Linked DNA regions of Mus musculus: all the other regions are linked to region 3. A link is a contact called in public Hi-C and promoter capture Hi-C data. All regions are on one chromosome and are shown on one strand. Each heading gives the region's core, a stretch centred on a gene start, on an enhancer-like site or on the middle of the called end of the contact. The rest is flanking DNA. Distances are from core to core; before and after follow the strand shown. Region 1 has its middle 70 kb from the start of Gm37896. Region 2 holds the start of Spata17 (spermatogenesis associated 17). Region 3 holds the start of Kctd3 (potassium channel tetramerisation domain containing 3). Region 4 holds the start of Prox1os (prospero homeobox 1, opposite strand).

Evidence for each region. Promoter capture Hi-C pulls out the DNA fragments that hold promoters and counts their contacts. A called contact is a pair of places that touch in the nucleus more often than the background predicts.
Region 1: a contact with region 3 is called in a Hi-C map of B cells, with 6 read pairs. The contact joins the enhancer-like site here to the promoter of Kctd3 in region 3. A contact is called at or near these places in 2 of 39 promoter capture datasets (the 3T3-L1 cell line and pre-B cells), 1 of 484 Hi-C or Micro-C datasets (B cells) and 2 of 115 datasets of contacts at active chromatin or transcription factors (embryonic stem cells and large pre-B cells).
Region 2: a contact with region 3 is called in a promoter capture Hi-C map of pre-B cells. The contact joins the promoter of Spata17 here to the promoter of Kctd3 in region 3. A contact is called at or near these places in 11 of 39 promoter capture datasets (the 3T3-L1 cell line, the C10 cell line, the HPC-7 cell line and 6 more), 2 of 484 Hi-C or Micro-C datasets (B cells and CD8 T cells), 3 of 115 datasets of contacts at active chromatin or transcription factors (astrocytes, extraembryonic endoderm stem cells and thymic regulatory T cells) and 2 of 9 other capture datasets (adipose tissue and pancreatic islet).
Region 4: a promoter capture Hi-C map of hippocampal neurons shows a contact between it and region 3, with 4 times the contacts expected there. The contact joins the promoter of Prox1os here to the promoter of Kctd3 in region 3. A contact is called at or near these places in 2 of 39 promoter capture datasets (hippocampal neurons and liver), 1 of 115 datasets of contacts at active chromatin or transcription factors (extraembryonic endoderm stem cells) and 1 of 9 other capture datasets (pancreatic islet).

The regions. Positions count from the first base shown.
Region 1 is chr1:187,376,906-187,379,605 of GRCm38.p6, reverse strand. No RefSeq gene overlaps it. Among named protein-coding and RNA genes, the nearest start is that of Gm37896, 70 kb to the left of the region's middle. Within about 2 kb of position 1,320, at least 60 of the 459 cell types and tissues checked have an H3K27ac peak or open chromatin away from gene starts, as enhancers often do. A contact at or near this core is called in B cells and pre-B cells, where this site is marked.
Region 2 is chr1:187,214,074-187,216,773 of GRCm38.p6, reverse strand. It overlaps Spata17 (spermatogenesis associated 17), which reads left to right and starts at 1,328. Exons shown (of 10, transcript NM_028848.3): 1 at 1,328-1,604. The coding sequence starts at 1,489. Gpatch2 (G patch domain containing 2) reads right to left here and starts at 1,263. Exons shown (of 10, transcript NM_026367.4): 1 at 1,098-1,263. The coding sequence starts at 1,150.
Region 3 is chr1:189,006,417-189,009,116 of GRCm38.p6, reverse strand. It overlaps Kctd3 (potassium channel tetramerisation domain containing 3), which reads left to right and starts at 1,277. Exons shown (of 18, transcript NM_172650.2): 1 at 1,277-1,587. The coding sequence starts at 1,505.
Region 4 is chr1:190,168,890-190,171,589 of GRCm38.p6, reverse strand. Prox1os (prospero homeobox 1, opposite strand) reads right to left here and starts at 1,294. Exons shown (of 2, transcript NR_151620.1): 1 at 1,162-1,294. It overlaps Prox1 (prospero homeobox 1), which reads left to right and starts at 763. Exons shown (of 5, transcript NM_008937.3): 1 at 763-1,322.

The DNA of each region.
Region 1 (2,700 bases), core at 71-2,570, 1.6 Mb after region 3:
ATCCCCAGCATGGCATCAAACAGGTGTGGTGGTATGCAGCTATGAATACAGCAGGGAGGGGCAGAGGAAGCCTACCCACAGGGGGAGAGTCACCCTCTGTAACATAGAGAGTTCAAGGCCAGCCTGGACTACAGAGGACCCTGTCTCAAAAGACAGAAGAGAAGGATGACTGAGGAAAGGGAAGAAGAGAGAAGAGGGCATGGAGCCCACACAGAGAGGCTCCTCCAGAGGGAGATCCCCAGCCTGGCGATCAGGCCTTCAGTGTCTTCCAGGGGCCAGATACGCTTGGCTCCTGTCCCTCCACGGCTGCACTTTCACAGCCAGGCAAAGTGGATGCTCTCCTCAAAAATCCTGCCTGACTCTATCATAAGCTGGAGAACATTTAAAAAGATAGGTCCAGTTGTTTTGTTTTTTGTTTGCTTTTGTTTTTCCAGAGGAGTAGAGGCAGCACTTAGCCACTGCATTTCGAACTCCTTGCCTCTGGAAGATGGGGCCCAACAGTCTTGTCATCAGCTTCCTTTGCAGGCTCCTGGCCTCTGCTCATTCAGTGCCTGCCTGTATTATCCTGCTCCGAGCGTCAGCATTGCCAGGCCACCCTCCTGCTGACTGGTCTCTGCCCTCACAAGTCTGTCTTCTGGGTCTATCCAGGTAAGCTCTTCAGCTCTAGTTGGAGGGTATGCAGGCCGTGTCATTCTGGTATTGCAAAGACTATATAAAGACTCCTTCAGGCCACCTCAGAAGGTCATGGAGTCATGCTTGTTGTAGGCCATGCTAGGACTCTCAAATTGTGATAAGAAAAGATGTCTATTCCCTAGCCTGAGCAGGGATGGGAGGTGCCCAGTTCAGTGTTTCTTTCCTGGTCATCTCTGGCTGCCCCCAAGTGCCACTGCTCAAATTCTGGTATCTTGCTGTCCCATCAGGGTGACATAGAGGAAAAATTCACAAGAGACAGGAAAAAAAAAAAAAAACCTGACAAAGCTGAAGAGCGCTTGCTTCTCCACAGCCTCTTGAATCTCCCTGCCTGGGCTGCCAGGTGGGGGTTGTGATTAATGAAGAGATGTCAGAGCAAGAATTCTTGTAGCTACGATGAATGTGGATGGATTTCTTTGAGAATTAGTTGGGGCTGAATGGGAGGAAAGGCAGAGAAAGGAGCCTGTCATGGCTGCGAGCCTGTCATGGCTGCCAGCCTGTCATGGCTGCGAGCCTTGGCTGTGCAGCCATTGACTGCCACCCCATCCCACCTGCATCTCTCAGCACCCACACCCTCCAGCCCTCCAGTGGAGCCGCAAGCCACCTCCCCTGTTATAAATAGCAGCACAGATGTTGACAGAAAAATGCTCCCTTAATTACCATACAAACTGCTCTACTTGAGTGAGCCGCTTAAAGCAGCCTCCAAAGGAAGTTCACTCAAGCAATTCCGCAGATTACAGCTAATGAACAATATTTCCTCGCACCTATTTAGTGCTCATTAAAATGTAAAAGCCTTTCACTTCAAACAGACGCACAATAAATAATTCCGCTCTCCCTTTCTGTCTCTGAGCAGCTAGGAACAGGAAAGAGGGCGCTGAAGGAGCGAGGCTGGGCAGGGAGTGGCTTGGAAGAAGACAGTCTGGCAGAGAAGGGAGATCCAATAATCACGGGGGCTCCTGAATACCTCTTCGATGCGCCTCTTTCCTGGTAGGAGGCATGTGTGCATTTGGAAATCAATGGAGATTTGGAGATCCCATGACTGGACACACAGCCTGTAACCAGTCATGAGTGAAGGTGGTCAGCAGAGAAAACCCACCATGAGCAACATGCCAACATTTGGAAGTAGATTGGGGTGGTCTCAAGATAGGGTGGGGCGTAGGAAGCCCAATACATTACTACATGGTTCTTAGGACTGCCCCGTGTTTAAATTTACCTGTCTGTCTGTCTCTCTGTTTCTTTCTTTCTTTTAGGTTGAATATTCATAGCCTAGACGTTTAGTGATCATTTCTATAGTTTGAGATGCATAGCAGGTAGCCCTTGAGTTGTTATTTGCCGCAGGAAGAACATAAGGAAGCTATGAAATGTGCTTCTATTCTTGCAGGGCCATGCATCTCCCCCCAAGGCCCTTTGATCACGTGACCCACAGAGCACAGCAGCTGGTGTGAGCCCGGAGGAGGTGGTAGGAAAGAGGGTGGGTAGTTTTCACTTTGTGCATGATCAAACCTGATGACAAACACTCTCTTTCTTTTTAGAGCAATGAGCAGAAAGCACGTTAGCTGTTAAGATCTCTGGCTTTCTAGGTGTAGCTAATCTTCAGGCTGAAGTGGATTCGGTTTCGGTCAGTGTGTAAACTGGCCTCTGGGAATGTCTGTGAGGGTGTTATGAGTGAGGTTGAGCTGACAGGGGAATATCCAGTCTAACAGTAGGTGACACGGTTTCGTGGGCTGGGATCCTAGACTACACCGAAAGCAGAAAACAAGCTGAGGACCAGCACTTGTCTGTGCTTCCTGTCTGCGGGCCCATGATGACAGCCACCTAGCTCATGCTCCACCCACTGGCTTTATTGGACTCTAGCCTCACACCACTAGTCAGATAATCCCTTCCTTCTTTAGAGTGTTTTGTCAGATATTTGGGGACAGCAGTGGAAAAGGTAACTCCTGTAGTGGTAGAAATGGTTTACTTGTGAATGAAGGGCAGTGGGGTACGTGTGTAGGCATGCAGAGGTCAGAG
Region 2 (2,700 bases), core at 79-2,578, 1.8 Mb after region 3:
AGCTGAGTGCAACAATTACAATTGCTCATTTAAAAAGCTTCTCCTGGGCTGGTGAGATGGCTCAGTGGGTTAGAGCACCCGACTGCTCTTCCGAAGGTCCAGAGTTCAAATCCCAGCAACCACATGGTGGCTCACAACCATCCGTAACAAGATCTGACTCCCTCTTCTGGTATCCCTGAAGACAGCTACAATGTACTTACATATAATAAATAAATAAATCTTTAAAAAAATAAAAATAAAAATAAAAAAAAAAAATAAAAAGCTTCTCCTAGTATTCTAACTGAAAATCGTGAGAACTTAAAAGCTACAAGAAAAACAACACTGGTTAGAAATGGTCTCTAGAGAGGAACCAAATAAGCCATCTGACCTAAGATATTCTTTTAACTTTTCAGTTATCGGTGATGCTAAACAATCAGACATCACAGCCCACTGGCAGGAACTTTAAAAATCACAGTTCTTGACTTACTGGTCAGATTTTTATGTTTCAAGATGGACCGCAAGACATCTACTTTCTTGTTACACTAACGTTTCTCTGAAAAGCGTTGGAACAAACGGGGGGTGGGGGTGGGGGTGGAGGTTGGGCGACCAGGGTTTTCAACTAGAAAATCCAAAACTGAGCTATCATCTCTGGTACTCAGGGGCACAGGACAACTTTGCCTCTTAAATTTTCTGTACCTGCGAGTCTCCTACAGCAGGGATGTCATTAAAGATCAAGTGTGATTTGCGAAAGCAGTTTGGAAACTTACAGCAGTGGACCAGGGTACCCTAAAGACAAATTCCAACCTGGGGCTACTGGAAAACGCCCCTTTCCCATAAACTAGGACAGAGCCTCCAGGGCGGTGGAAAACTTCTAGGCTTTACACGAACCGAGCTGCGCAGGGAGTACAAGAGCCTGGTGTCTCTGCTACTAAGAAACTTCTGGGACTGGGAATTTCTGTGATCTTGTCAACCACGGAATCTAGTACAATGTGGCCGGTTTGGCAGGGACAACGGGAACGCGGCCTGAAGAAACTTGGTGCACGGCCGTCTCTGACCCGGAGCCCCGCGAGCTGCTCGCCGGCTCGCTCGCCCCGTTCCCAACCGCCCGCCGGGCTCACCAGCTCTTCCCGGCGGCGGTTCCGATCGCTGGGCGCCCGTCGGCCCCAAACATCAACGACACCCGGGAGCGCGGCCTCGAGGCTCAGGCCCGAGGACCGACTCCAACTCCCGCAGCCCCGGCCAATTCCACACAGGACTTCAGCATTTTGAGAGCAACTTCCGGAAGCCGGCTGGAGGCGGAAACCGGAAACCGGAAGCGACCATTCGCTCACCTTAGCCTACCCTGACCCTTCCCATCAGCAGCTCGAAATTCCAGGAGAAAGGGGCGAGTCGACTCAAGTCTGGTCTCACGTGTACAAATCCGATTTCTCTGTCCAGTTGCTTGAAACTGAAACAGAGTGAAAGGAAAGGCCGATAAGTCGGAAGTGACCTTGGTTCAGCCCAGTTGCCATGGAGACTAATAGTAACAATTTTGGTGAACTCCAGGAGTTGAAGGACATGGCTACTTTAGCCAAGCTGCTGGCGCGGGCACCCTTTCTAGAAAGTCAGTACTACTTTAGGAACCGGTGAGTAGTGAAGAGAGGGGTCTCAGAAGATGTTTACTGTTAACAAATTACTTAATTCAGGAAATAATTCTAAATTCTTCTTCTCCCCATGGGGATTCAAACATGATCAGAAGTTTATATATATATATATATATAATCAATCACAAGTGGATTATATATACATTGACAAGTCATTAATAAGTTAATATTCTCTAAGGAAGATCCCAGAATAGAGAATTATTAAGGGCCGCCCTAAATGAAGTAAACCCCGACTGGGGAAACAGGCAGGAGGATGACTGTGAGTCCAGTCCAGCCTGGGCAACACAGAAAATTCAAGGCTGCCCTGGGCAACATTTGGGAGTCTTCCTCAAAATACTGTTTTGTTTTGTGGGGCTTTTTTTTTTTCGACATTTTAAAATAATCACTGAGAAATTTGGTTTGGTGAAACCTATTTTATACAATGTAGGTCTAGTGGCCTAATTAACGTTAACCAGGCTTACCCAGGTAGTTCCATGAATTCAGAATATCAATGTCCAAATGGGAATTTGAGCTTCACTTAATCTCACAAACATCACAGAATTCAATTCATCTGTGATTCATTTGTCCAAGTGAAGTTTCTATACCATTGTGACAAGATAATTGGTACAGTAAATGGGCAAGAGCTAAGGCAGCATTCTCACCCCCCACACCTAAACTTCCTCTCCATGAAAAGGGGACATTGAAACTAGAAGCAATGGCCCAGTGGTTTTCAAAACTTAGAAGGAATCACAAAAAGTACATTACAAAAAGTGTGATAAATTATAGCAGACCAGCAGTGACCAAGTCAGTGTGAGAAAGTCCTGATAAGCTATTCTTATCCTAACATACATCTCAACTATAGTTTTGCTATTTCATCGTGAACCTCTAGCAACTACAGTGATAATTCAATCTTGTAACTTTTGTGAGAAACTATGGATTTTCTTGCTAGAAGTAGGCCAATGTTGCTTTTTTTCTTGCCTCTTAGTTTAACCATTATTTCAGCCTGTACTGTCTTGCTTCCTGAAATGGAATAGCTACAACAGTTATTTAGTGAATAATCACATTACCGAAGCTTCCAATTAATCATCTTTAAATAAGC
Region 3 (2,700 bases), core at 28-2,527:
TAGTCAGTGCTCTTACCCACTGAGCCATCTCACCAGCCCCAGAAATAATCTCTCTGTCTGTCTCTGTCTCTCTCTCCCCTCCTTCCCTCTCTTACCCTCACACTCTCCCTCTCTCCCTCCCTCCCTCCCTCCCACCTTCTTTTCCTCCCCTTTCTCTTTTTGAGACAGGGTCTCTGTATCTCAGGCTGACCTCAAATTCTATGTAGTTGAGGAGGCCTCTAGTCCCTTCCTTATTCTTTTTCCTTGGTTCCCCCTACCCCCACAGTGCTGAGGTTACAGGATAGCACATCTGGTGTGGCTGTCCTTTATAAAAATCAATTCTGGAGCCAGGCGGAGGCAGAGGTAGGCAGATTTCTGAGTTCGAGGCCAGCCTGGTCTACAAAGTGAGTTCCAGGACAGCCAGGGCTATACAGAGAAACCCTGTCTCAAAAAAAAAAAAAAAAAAAAAAATCATCAATTCTGGAGAAAGTGTATCATCTCAGTGGCATATTTGGCAGCAAAATTAAGCAATGTTTAATGAGGATAAGATGTTTTCTATCCTCTTATAGTTCATCAGTTTTAAATTTTATGAGAAAACTATTAGACATTTAATGCTTACAGTTTAGCTTGTTGAATTAGATATCTTTGAAATATAGTGTGCTGTCTCCATTAGCTGACCTACATCCCATTGCCATAGTACTCTTTAAAAGTATGATTTAGAGGTTGGACATTTAGGTCAGTGATGCCTAGCAAGCACAAGGCCTCATCATATTCCATCCCCAGGAGGACACACTCACACACACACACACACACACACACACACACACACACACACACACGAAATCGCTAAGGTTTGGTGCTCCAATGCATAATGCTGAGAGAGAGAGAAACAAAAATCAATCAGTAAAGAAAATAAAAGTGCGTGTATGTACAATCTAGAAACATGTTGCTGGATACCGCTCACTCCAGCAGGGTTTTTGCTTTCTCCTGCCCTGAGGAGTGGTGGCATGGAAACTATGCAGTTTGCAGGTAATGCGCTGTATGGTGTTCAATATCTTTTCATCGAGTGTACTTAGATCAGTCTGAATAACTGCGAAAGTTTCTTTTTTACCTAAATCTTGTGCTGGTGAAGAGGCAAGGGGCAAATCTTTCCTAGGCCATCGGTGGCAGAAGACCCTTCGTCCAGCCCCGCCCATCGCCAGGAGCTCCTCCCTCTCACCAGCCCCGCCCACTCCTTCTTCGTAAGCGTGAAGCGCCGGCGCTACAGCTTTTTGTCCCTCGCGGCGACCCGTCCTCCAGATGGTTGTGGCGGCCGCCATGGAGGCGAGTGGGCTCTGAGGAGAGGCCGGGCTGGGCCGGCGGCCTCCAGCCACGAGCGGCGGAGGCCACGAACACGTAGTGGGGGAGGCTGGAGCGAGCCGGGCCGCTGCGGGAGGCTCGGCGTTCCGAGTGTGCTCCGGCCGCCGAGCCGCCGCTCCTGGCTCCGGCTCCGGCTCCGGCCCTGGCTCCGGCTCCCGCCGCAGACATGGCGGGCGGGCATTGCGGCAGCTTCGCCGCGTCGGCGGCCAGCAGCGGGGAGATCGTGCAGCTGAATGTGGGGGGGACCAGGTGAGCCCGCGACCGCGCGGGAACAGTGGGTGGGACGCCCGCTGCTGTAGGAGTGGCATGTGCCAGCCTAGGTGGGATAGGTGTTACAGCCGGGGCGGCGTCTGCACGGCCAGGTGGGGTACCCTCGGCAGGGCAGGGTGGCATCTACCTGGTCAGGTCGGGTACCCACTGCAGGGCAGGGCGGCGTCTACCTGGTCAGGTCGGGTACCCTCCGCAGGGCAGGGTGGCATCTACCTGGTCAGGTCGGGTACCCACTGCAGGGTAGGGCGGCGTCTGCACGGCCAGGTGGGGGACCCGGAGACAGGTAGGTACAATTTTGCATGATCCAAGCAGCCCTATGCACTCTTCAGAGTCTGGTTCCAGGTCGAGTGTATAGACTGTTAAAACTCAGTCTTTATTCCCCCGGGTTCCTATGGTGTAAGTAAGGCCACAGGAACACAGTTGGCATGGTGGGCCTGCCTGACCAAGTGACTTGGGGCCTCTGGAGGGTTGAGGCATGCTGACACCGAGCTGTCAGCGTTGCAGCTGGTTGTCGTCTCCCGTGCTAGGGCTTGAGTTGTTGCATAGGAGCAACCGGTTGGACTGTTGAGTCTTTAGTCTCTATTAGACCTTCCACTCCCATTTTGTTGGAGTGGAAGTTTGTTGGCAAAACAAACAAACAAACCAAACAAGCAACAAAACCAAAAACCCATTTTTGTATTTGCCGTGACTTACACATGACTCTTCTCAGAAAAGGATATTGCCCCTACTAGTTGAGGGAAGCTTGGGTTTAAGGCATAGTAAGAATAGAGGGAGAGGGGGGTTCTAATGCGCAGGCTATTCTGTTGTCCTGGGAAGGCTAGTTTTCAATGTCTTAAGATTTTAAACGTGTAACACTTTTGTTATTTAAAAATACAAATTAACAGTTGTGAAACAATGGGCTCTCTGAGTGCTGGAGAACTTGGGGTGGTCTTCCTGCTTTGTCACCTTTTACCTCCAAAGCAAAGTTTTAACAGTTGGAGACCTTGCACCTCTAGTGCATTCCTTAAGTAGCAGGTCATATGCAAATGACTTCCGCTGCATTTTATACTTACTAGGTCCTGTGCAAATGACCTCATCTAGTGTAAATAGTGT
Region 4 (2,700 bases), core at 45-2,544, 1.2 Mb before region 3:
ATATCGAACTAGTTTCTTTGGCCATGTAGGGATGTGCGAACTGGAGAAGGGTGGCCAGAAACGATGTTTATAGCATATGTGGTCACTATGCCTACAATTGAAATAATACTTTTAAAGGTAATCGGGGGCGAATTCCTATAAATTCTGAGGTCTGATTGACTGGGACTCAGCCAGTGCGGGTAGAGGTTTTTAATATCAGACTTAGCGGCCCCAGTGTGAAATCTCTGGCACTTATTTATTTTTTAAAACCTAAGCCTACCTGTGTTTGCTCATCCTCTTTAAAAGGAAACTAGGGTGACTGGTCCTATTGATACTATCTATGATCATTTCCAAAGCAGAACGAGTTGTGCCCCCCCCCCACAACATTCCGCCCTTTATGCCACCCCGACCCTTAAAATATCCACTTTTTTTTATCCTGTATACTTTTCCGAGCCTTCCTCCATCCCAGTCTGGGGAGTGCTCCCGGCCGCTGGGAGAACTCCATCATCTGTGTCAGTGAAATGGAAAAAAAAAAAAAAAAAAAAAAAAGACCTGCGTCCTGGAAGAGCAAGTGTGAGCCGGGCGCCGCGGTGCACAACGCCCGCAGATGGCTCGCGGCGGCCGGGGCGCGGCGATCCAGGCGCCCCAAGCAGTGGCAGGGCGGGGTGGGGGCCGGGGCTGGTGGCCCGGGCGGGGGAGCGCTGGGCCCCCCTCTCCTCCTCTCTCCCCAGCCCCTCACCCCCACCCCTTTTATATATATGTATATTTTTTTCCTCACAAGTTCTCTTGCCTCGCTATCCCCCCTTGAATCCGAAGGCGCCTCGCGATTGGGTGCTGGGACCGGGTACGTCAGTGGGACTGTGACGTGCAGTCTTCCTGTTTCCTTCAGCTGTGTCTTAAAGTAAATCTTGTTGTGGAGCGGAGCCCTCAGCTGAGAGAGCGCTGGGAAAGCGACGGCCACTGCAGCCGGGGAAGCCGCGCGGCGCACACAAGCCTCTCCGCCGTGCCCGCTGCTCCTCGGGCCACCGCTCCGCGCTCCAGCCCTCGCCGCCTTCTCCGCTCTCTCTCCCCTTCTTTCCCCGGGCTCCCGGCTCTGCCCTGCGCGCCTCTCCCCTCCCCTCCCTCCTTTCTCCCCTCGCCTCTCAGCACTCGCCCAGATCACTCGCTCCCGCACAGACTCACCGACCCCTGGGCCAATTATCACCAGTAAGACATCACCGCGTGCGCGCGTGGGTTTCTTCTCTGCCCGCAAGAGAAGAAGAGAGGGGGAGAGAGAGAGAGAGTGAAAAGAAAGAGAGAGAGAAAGAGAGAGAGTGGCTGCGCCCCGCTGCTGCCCGCACCGCGTAAGTATCTTCACCCGGTTGCTGTCCCCTCCCCTTTTCCAGAATCGCTCGCACTGGCTCGTTCTTGAATGGGAAAGAGAGAGAAGAGCCTCCCGTTACTCACACCCGTGTAAACATTCTTTTTCCAAGGGGGAAAATGGTGTTATTTACATGAATCGTGATCAAATAGCCTCTAAAAACAGTTTTCTAAGCAGGAGGCTCAGTGGAACTCCGAGCTCCGCTCCTCCCAGTAAACGAAGAGTAAGTGACCTGCTTGGCTTTTATTTCTTTCTCGCGCCTGCCGGTGACTGGGATGATGGTGGCGATGGGGGGAGGCTGGTGTTGCTGGACTTGTCGCTGATCTTGTCACCTTTTGTGTACTGTGTCTGGGATGCGCTGAGGCTCTGGCTTTCTTTTATTTTGTATTATTTTTATTTCTTTATTTTTCTTGCACTCTTTTCAGGGGAGGGGGCCGCGAGGGGGATGAGTCCCTTTTGGTTGTTGTTCTTCTAGATTTTTTTTTTCTTGCAATCTTCCCAGCTTCTTCTTTTTCTTCTCCGGGAGTTGAAACTCCAGGGCCTGTCCCCGAGTCCTTCTCCCTTTGTCTTGTTTATTCTAGCTGCCTTTCTTCCCGGCTTTCCCTATTTGCTTGCTGTTTGCATACCTTTCACTTCTCCTTTTTTAACCCGGGGCAGAGGGCCGGCCGTGGGGAAGAGGGCGGGGAGGAGGGGGCGCCCGGTGACTTTCCTCTGTGTGCTCAGCGCCGGGAGCTTGCACCCAGCTCTGCAACAGAGGAGAGACGAGTTGGGGGACGGTCCGGTACGGAGGAGCGAGCGCGGTGCCAGTCCACCCAGTCTGCTTGCGCCGCGCTGGGAAGCACTGAGTAGGGGGAGTTTGCCCGAGAGCCTCAGGGGTCGCTAGTGGGGCGACCTGGACGCCGCACCGAAGAGGGCCGGCCCGGGGTCGGGTTGTGCTTGGGCCGCCCATAGACGAGAAGAAGCTCCCAGCCATTACTGGCACGCTTGGGTGGTGGGCAGCTGCGCCCTGGCCTCGCTGAGTGCCGCTACTCTGCTGCCCCAGTTCCTAGGACTGGGGAGGGAGGAGAAGAGCCCAGCAGAGTGGAGAGGTGAGAGTGATTGTTGCTGAGAAGAAGGACGAGGAGGGCGGGAGGAAGGGGGAGAGCTGCTATCTTGCCTGAACAGACAAGGGGAAGAGACGGGGAGGGGGGCGGTAGACCTCACCCAAAGTCCAGCTGAGCAAGTTGTCGTTGCCTTTGCTGCGCCAGCCGGTTAGTCCTGCTAAACTGAGCGCCTATGCAGAGAGCGATGGGGGCCGGGGGAGAGCAGCGAGCCACACTCAGACTCTCCCACCCCTGCCTAGCTTCTTGGGAAGTTGAGTC